Regions from separate parts of the Cricetulus griseus genome. Here region 2 is linked to region 1. The links are chromatin contacts, called in public Micro-C maps. All regions are on one chromosome and are shown on one strand. The core of a region is the stretch at or near the end of the contact, and the rest is flanking DNA. Distances in the headings are between cores, read along the strand shown. Region 1 overlaps Mtr (methionine synthase). Region 2 holds the start of Heatr1 (HEAT repeat-containing protein 1).

Region 1 (4,029 bases), core at 874-3,373:
GCACCACCCATCATGGGCTGGGTCCTCCCCCAATGATCACTAAATGAGAAAATGCCTTACAGCTGCATCTTATGGAGGCATTTCCTCAACTGAGGTTCCTTTCACTGATGATTCTAGCTTGTGTCAAGTTGACACAAAACCAGCCATTACAAGGCTTCTAATGGTCAGCATGTATTATTTTCCACTCAGCAAACTGCCAGGTTTTAGATCAGGGTTCTAGCTGGCTTTTTAGGAAGGCTTTGCCTTTACTAATCTTGACATCCTCTGTGTTTCTCGGTGATTATACTAGTGTTCTCTAAGGAACAGAACTGATAGAATGAACTAATATCTACCTATATATTTGTAAAGAATTTGATTTATTAGAGAGGCTTACAGGCTGTGGTCCAAGTAGTTTAATACTGACTGCTTCCTGACAGAAAGGCCGAGGATCCAATAGTTATTTGGTCAGTGAGACTGGATATCTCAGCCATGCCTATCTGGTGCTGGAGTCCCAGGGAGGTCCTAGAGAGTGCCAGTTTTCATCCACTTTGGAATTCTTAGGTTTTACTACTCAGAGTCGGGGCAGGCAGACAGAAAGCAAACGCTTCCTTCTGTCATGTCCTTTTACGTGGGCTGCCACTAAGCAGGTATGGTTCAGATTTAGGGTGAACCTTCTGACCTTAAATGATCTAGATTTAGGGTGGATCTCCAACTTCAAATTATCCAACCAAGAAAAATTCCTCACAAGTACACCAAGCTGCTTGAGTTTTAGATACTTTGAAGTGTAGTCAAATTGACAACCAAGATTAGCCATCACAGTGACCATATAGTTTTTGGAATGATATATTCAGGTAAAACCCCTTTTTGATATCCCATAATGAATAAACATTCATACCAAAGTTATCTCCAGATAAGCTAATAATTTATATTTTCTCAACTTCACAATATGTTTCGATGAAAAATCACTAATGCCTGTCGTGGTCCATGGCTAGCTAGCAGTCCTTTGGAGTCATGGGCTACTTTCCACTGTGCCTTTTCTCTGGTGGAGGAGTCTGCTGGTGCTGTGATTATGCTCTCTTGTGATCTCGTTTCTGCTGTCAGCTAACAGTGAGCTTCCCAGTCTCTGGCCTCTCAACACTTGACCCATTTCTGTCTGGAACACTGATTAGATTCCATTCAGGAAGGCTAAGGCTGGCTGTTTAAGGAGGGTGGGGGGCAGCTTTCTGCATGGACAGTCTTTCTACCTTTCTTTCCAGCCTTTGTCTTGAAGACAGCATTTTTTCCTAGCCTTGAAAGTCAGGACTTCAGTTTCTACCATCTACTTATTGTTCATTGAAATGACAAGTCAGCCTTTGTTCTGTGATGTAACTTACTTGCCATTATTGTTTTGATGGCATCAACTTTAATTGAATTGGCTCATTTTGTATGCTAAATTTCCATTGAGAAATATTAGAATATTCAGAAGTGTTTTGATCAGATTATTGATTGCATAATAGTTGATTTTAAATATACTCAAGTATGGAAAAGACAATTATGTACTTTTCCTATTTAACACTAATTGTATAAAAAATCTGCATATCAACAGAGAACTACTATAAGTCACGGGCAGATGATGCTCATCCAGCCTCCCTCAGGATCCTCAATTTGACCTCACAGGGTCATTGATAATTTAGAAGCCTTTCACTTGTCTTATTTTGATGGGAGGACTTTCAAAGTTTTAGGTTTTTAAAACAGAAATGGGCTGGGCATGGAGGTGTATGTCTTTAATCCAGTTCTCAAGCACAGGGGTGGGTGGATCAACATGGTGAGTTCCAGGCCAGCCCAGGCAAGTAATCAGAGCAAAAGCTTCCTTCTAGGTCCTTTTATGTGTGTTTCCACCAGAAGGTATGTCCCAGATTGAGGACTTCAAATGATGCACAGTTAGGGTGGGGGTGGGAGTGGAAGCAATAGCAGTAGGTCCTGTGAGTACTGCTTTACCAGGTAGAGGGAACAACAACAATAATTAAAAAAAAAAAAAAAAAAAAAAAAAAAAAAAATCACAGCTGGGTGCTGGACTGGTTGGATGGTTCCATCTAGTGGTAGGTTGTGTGAATTGCAGGGGCAGCAGTTAGGAAGTAACAGCCACTATCAGGTTCCCGAAAGAGGAACTGAAGTTTAGTACAGTTGAGTACCCCATCCCCACTCCCTTCTCCCTTCCCTCCTCTACCTCTCTCCTATTTTTAATTAACAAGGAACACATATTCCTAAGTTACACATTTATGAAGTGCAGTATGACTTTAAAACACATGTATACGATGTATCTTGAGCAAGCGTTTGTGTCCTTATGCATCCTTACTGAGGCATCAGCCCTTTATCCTCCTCTTCCTCACCCTGTCTAGCCTCTGGTAATTAATTTTTAACTCTCTTCACATGAGAGAGGTCCTATGTCTGCATCTGGATTGTTTCTCTTAACATAATAACGTCCATCAGCTCCATCTCTTTTGCTATACAATTGTCCCTTTCCTTTGAGATTTCTCCTCAAGAGGAAAAGAGCTATTTTTATCTATTTTATATACTCTGTGTAATTTAAGATGTTATTGGATACTCATGTTTTGTAGCTTATATTTTTTTCTGAATTTGAATCCCAAGTACAGTGTGTGCTTAAAACGCTTTTTAAGAATGCTTTAAAAACAATGCCTCTGTGTGTATGTGTGTGTATGTATGTGTGTGTGTGTCTGTCTGTCTGACTGGAACCAATCTTACTCCTCCATTCAACGCCTGAAGTGACTTCTCTTATCAGAGAATCATAGTCCTTGCCCCGATCTACAAGGTCTTTTTTCAGACTTCAGAGCTGACAGGATCCTTTTGTGCCGATGAAATCACAATCTCTGAGAAATACAGGCCAGTTTCCAGTTGGGCTCAGTTGAAAACAGTGTATGTTCCATTGTCTGATGGTGGCTCTTGACCCTGGGTCTGAGAAGCCTTCTGCTTCTTTGGGTGTGTGTGATGTATAGTTTCTGTCCTTTGCCCTACAACCTTTTCTTTTCCTGTCTCTGTTCAACCACCATAGTCACCTGGATTTTCCTCATGCAAGTAAGACATACCCTAAAGTAGCAAGATTAAATGGGAGAGAACTGTGAGAGCAAGATAATTGCCATTATTCTGATGATTTTAATCAGATTTAAAAACTTAATACAGGGCTGGAGTGACAGTTTAGCCATTAAAGGCTAGAAAATGTCAAAACCATATGGTGTTGTAAAGAATCAGCTTGGTGGTGCATACATTTTTGTCTTAATTTAAAAGCTGTTTGCTCTTTTTCCTAATTTTATATTCAGCAATGTATACTTAGTCATCTTAAGCAAAAGATCTTTAGTTACTAGATTTTTCTTTACTATGTTAAAAAACAACAGTAACCTAGGGGTTATTGGTCACCAGCACCAGCATCTGTCTGCCATTGGCCAGTACTAACAGAGCCCAGTGATTGTTTTGTTTTTGTTTTTGTTTTTTTAATTAACCAACACTATGGAACCCTCAACAGAAAGTGAGACAATTTCAGGTTGAAAACAAACCTCTTGTAAAAAAATATAGGGACAAGATACCAATCCATTAGTATAAGAGGGTTTGCAATAAAAGTGATAAGCAAGTCTTACTTCCCACCCCTGTGTTCAGCACTCACTACTGACTTTTGATATTATGTTCTAGAGATGTTCTTAAGTGAACTAAAAAAGAAAGAACTTTAAGCATTTGTTTGTTTTAAGACCAGAGTTTCACAGTATAGCCCAGGCTATCCTGGAACTTGCTATAGCCCAGGCTGGCTTCCAGTTCATAGCAATCCTCTTGCCTCACCCTTCTGAGTTCTGGGATGTACTACTATACACACCTGTCAGTTTTCTTTTGGTTTAAAAAATTTCTGACAATAAATTAAAATACATGCTCTAATTTTTAAATCATGTAACAGATTTGCTAAGGTCAAGTGAAAAAAAAATACACAGTGGAACTTCTCAACATGGAAGTATAATAGGTAGAAGGTCTCCAGAGCCTTCCTAGTTTCTACCAGTTCCAGGTTGTATA
Region 2 (4,029 bases), core at 1,104-3,603, 210 kb before region 1:
TTTTGTTTGCTTTTTTTTTTTTTTTTTTTTTTTTTTTGATTTTTTTTTTTTTTTTGATTTTTTTGAGTCAGGGTTTCTCTGTGTAACAGCTCTAGCTGTCCTGGAACTTACTTTGTAGACCAGACAGGCCTCAAACTCACTGAGAGCGGACTGCTCTAGATTAAAGGCATGTTCTACCACCACTTGGCATCCTACAGATGTTTTTTTTTTTTTTTTTTACAACATTTAACAAAGTTTGCTGAATAAAAGTTACAAAAGTTTGGTTCCTAGTATCCACAGTGCTTAGTACAGGACCTACTATGTACATGCTTAATACACATCACTAATACTACATGATTTGGGTTGATATTTTAATGGACAGTCTTAACCTCTAGTGTAGTAAGAAAGAAATTTAATAGTTTTGCCCTTGTGAATGAATCTGCAATGGCAAAGAACACTGTTCCTTAGAACTAATGAAGTCCAGACTGGTCTGATAGCTCATACCTATAACCATAGTACTGAGGTAGGCGTAAGAGTTCAAAGCCTTAATTTCAAGACTTGGGAGGCAAAAGCAGGTAGATTCATGAATTTGAAATCAGCCTGATTTACATAGTTTTAGGCCAGTCAGGGCTACAAGGAAAGGCACATTCTGAAAAAAGAAAAGATAGAGAAAAAGCTAAAAATCAGTTCAAGCTGTATGAGACCCTATTCCCAAAACAAAACTAGACAAGAGTATAACACTAATAAATAAAAGACCCAGAAACTGATATTGGGGTTTAAGCGTCAAGCTGAATATCAGAAAAAAGCAAAGCAGCTGGACACTAGCTTCTTACCTCTACCTCAGGCTGAACATGCTAATCCTATCTGTCTATCTCTTAATCCTGGGTCAAACTTTAATACATCATGAATAATGTATCACTACACAAGAGTGATGACATATGCCTTTAATCCCAGCATTGGGGAGGAAAAGGGCTGATGTCTGTGAGTTTGAGATCAACCAAGAGATACACAGTGAGGCCCAGCAAACAACACAGCTTTAACAGGTATTCACAACTATTTAAGTTTGTAAAGGATTAACATGGTTAGCTACCTGTGAATCAACCATTCCAGACACTTCTGGGCTGGCTTAAGCAGGAAATAAGGAGACAGGTGAATGAGGAACAATGAAATGTTTTCATCCAGCTGTTTGTTCACTGCTTTGGTCTGAACGCTGCGCTCCAAGGTTTTTGCTAGCTGGCTGAACAATGGTGCTTCAAACTGTTCAAAGGCAGGGTCAATTCCAAGAAGCTCCTCCAGGCCAGTGCATCCTAGAAGAAGAGTCACTTATAACTTCCTTCTAAGCAAACTCAACAAACAGATCTTCTAGTTTTCCTTACTCTTTGTCCAAGAACTAATAATGCATAATGCACTCTCAAACGTTGGTTTTAGCTTTTATGTATAAGATAAATCTGATCTCACTCACTAGGAGAAAAGAAAGTACTTCATATCAAGATATTTTTAATACTTATTATAAATACACTCAATTTTGGAAGACTCCTCCCACACCTCATTCACTGTCTCAGTTCTCCTTATTTTTCTTCCTTTTTACATATTAGTTTCTTTGTGAAATTTTAGATATCACTACTTATAAATTCAAGCATCAAGCAAGATTGCCTTTTTTCCCCTTAACGAGACAAATCAAGTTAGACACTGTTCGGGAATCGAACAGGGCACAGAAAAAGCCCCTAATACCATTGCTCCCGGAGCTTTGCTAAATGAAAGGGAGCTCACCGATGGCAAAGGCGGTGTCTCTGTCGATGGTAGCCGCTTCCTTAGGGTCAAACAACAGAGAGGCAACTTCATGTCTAGTTAGGAGGCTGGGATCAGTTTGAGGGAGGGCGAGTCGCTGGAGTTGCTGGGCTAAGGACGTCATCTTGCAAAGGAGAGGATGTCTCAAAACACGGGCTAAGAACAAACATCGTGGAAAGTGTTTTGCGAAACTTCGAAGTGACTTTACTTGGCAGCACAGGCAACACCGCGCTCAGTACTCTAGAGGCCACAGAAACCCGCCGCCCAGCACTCCAGAACCCCCCCGAAGCTCAATCACCACGGTAACAGCATTAACTACACCGCGGCAGCGCATGCTTTACCCAGGCGGGGACCACGGCTGCAAAGCCCACCCTGGCTACCCGTCCCAAGCTACAGCCGCTCCCGGCCGGAACGTGCTCCTCCTCACCCTGAACTCGGAATATCCGCAGGATTCAACAACCAACAACTCTTCAGAGCAGCTCCCACATGGTGCCGGCGCGATCCCGGAACTCTAAAGCACTCCTCATAGGAACTTCCTGTTTCGCACTACGGCAAGAGAAGACGGACATATTTGTAGGAAACGCGATACGATAGCCCCGCCTCCCCGACACAAAGTCAACCTCGAGTGTGTAATCCCCCACCTACTTCCCCTTCCTCACTCCTGATCTTCGAAGCCCCGCCCTCGTCCTCGCGCCTCTCTGAAGCTCCGCCTTCCATCCTCTCCTCTTTCCAAGACCCCACCTTTATCCCACGCCCCTCGCAGTATTTTACTAAGCCACGCCCACAACCAGTATCCCCTTCCTGGCCTTCCCCAAAGGCCACGCTCACGAGCCCCGCCCTTTTCTGGGCCCCGCCCCTTGGGACTAGGGCTTGCCTCTCGTGATTCCTGCTGTCATGACTGGTGTTGCTGTGTGCCCTTAGGCTAAGGTCTGGGATTCAGTCTCTGAACCGCCTTTTGGAGTTTTTATGGGTATGTTGCAGGGATGGTTCATTCACGAGATGCTTATCCATCCAGCCAGGAGCTGAGGCGCAGAAAGCTGTTTTGTAGGAGTACAGATCTCTGCACCATACTTCCTACTCCGCTGTAGGAACCTCCTCAAATTCTTCACTTGACTGAGTTTGTCACATGCTACACGAGGCAGGGACAAACCTGGGATGAGGGGCAGACCCCAGTGCAGTCTGGTTGATTTGTAAGTACTGAACACTCACCACGATCAGCCAATGACAACTTTATCACTTTTGCCTGCATTCCTAGGGGTGGTATTTTTTTTATTCCTTTTTATTACTATTTGAAATAATGGTGGGAGAGGGAGGTTCGAGACAGGGTTTCTCTGTGTAACAGTCCTGACTGTCCTTTAACTAGCTCTGTAAACCAGGCTTGCGTCAAACTCACAGAGATAAACCTCATTCAAGAGATTTATTGGGAGGGAAGAATCTAGGAGAGTAGCTGCCTCTGCCAAGGTGGAAGAAGACAGCAGCAAACTGAACAGGAGCAGGGTTTATATAGGGCTTCTTAGGGACAACGTTTTTCCAGAGAGTCAGATTTCCAGGGTCAGATTTTTCAGTCCCAGAGCTCAGATTGGCTAGATCTCGTGCTAAGGGATTGGTTGGTTTTCTGCTCAAGGACTGGTTTGTTTTCCCTGCTCAGGAATTGGTTGGTTTTCTGCTTAGTTAGTTAGGGACAGATTTGGCTCTGTTTTCAGGGCCAAAATGTGTTTCTTTATCTGTGGTTTCAGGGTCAGGGTACATTTGTTTGGCTCTGGTTGCAAGGCCAAAGTGTGTTTCTTTTGGTTCTGCTCAGGGTGTGTTTCTTTAGCTGGCCTTTTTCTCCTACAGTTTGTATAGTGAGTTAGACCCCACTGGGGAAAACTAATTCTTCATTTGTGAGGGATTATCAATTCAATGGAAGATAGTTGGGAGGGGTCTTGTGTCCTTCCTCTCTCAGTATTGAGAGCCCATCTGGCCCAGACCTGTGCCTCCATTCCCTCTGGCTCTTACTATCTTTTCACCTCCTTTCTGCAGGGTTCCCTGAGGGAAGGGAATAGATAGAGACATTCCATTTAGTAGTGAGTCTTGGAGATCTCTCACTCTCTACTTATTGTCCACTATGGGTCTCTGTATTTGTTCGCTTCAAATGAAGGGGGAAATTTCTCTGACAATGGCCGAGCAAGAACACTGAACTGTGAATATAGTAGAATGTCTTTAGGAGTCATTTTATTGATCTGTCTATCTGTATCTATATATTTATGTGTGTATATATAA

What was found. Hi-C and Micro-C count contacts between places; a contact is called where the count stands out from the background.
Region 2: a contact with region 1 is called in a Micro-C map of the CHO-K1 cell line, with 4 times the contacts expected there. The contact joins the promoter of Heatr1 here to the enhancer-like site in region 1. A contact is called at or near these places in 6 of 8 Hi-C or Micro-C datasets (the CHK-Q cell line, the CHL-YN cell line, the CHO-K1 cell line and 2 more).

The regions. Positions count from the first base shown.
Region 1 is chr3:236,198,630-236,202,658 of CriGri-PICRH-1.0, reverse strand. All of the region lies in intron 22 of Mtr (methionine synthase), which reads left to right. Among named protein-coding and RNA genes, the nearest start is that of Mtr, 66 kb to the left of the region's middle. Within about 2 kb of position 2,123, at least 1 of the 6 cell types and tissues checked has open chromatin away from gene starts, as enhancers often do.
Region 2 is chr3:236,405,773-236,409,801 of CriGri-PICRH-1.0, reverse strand. It overlaps Heatr1 (HEAT repeat-containing protein 1), which reads right to left and starts at 2,353. Exons shown (of 45, transcript XM_027409449.2): 1 at 2,195-2,353; 2 at 1,750-1,923; 3 at 1,070-1,286. The coding sequence starts at 1,891.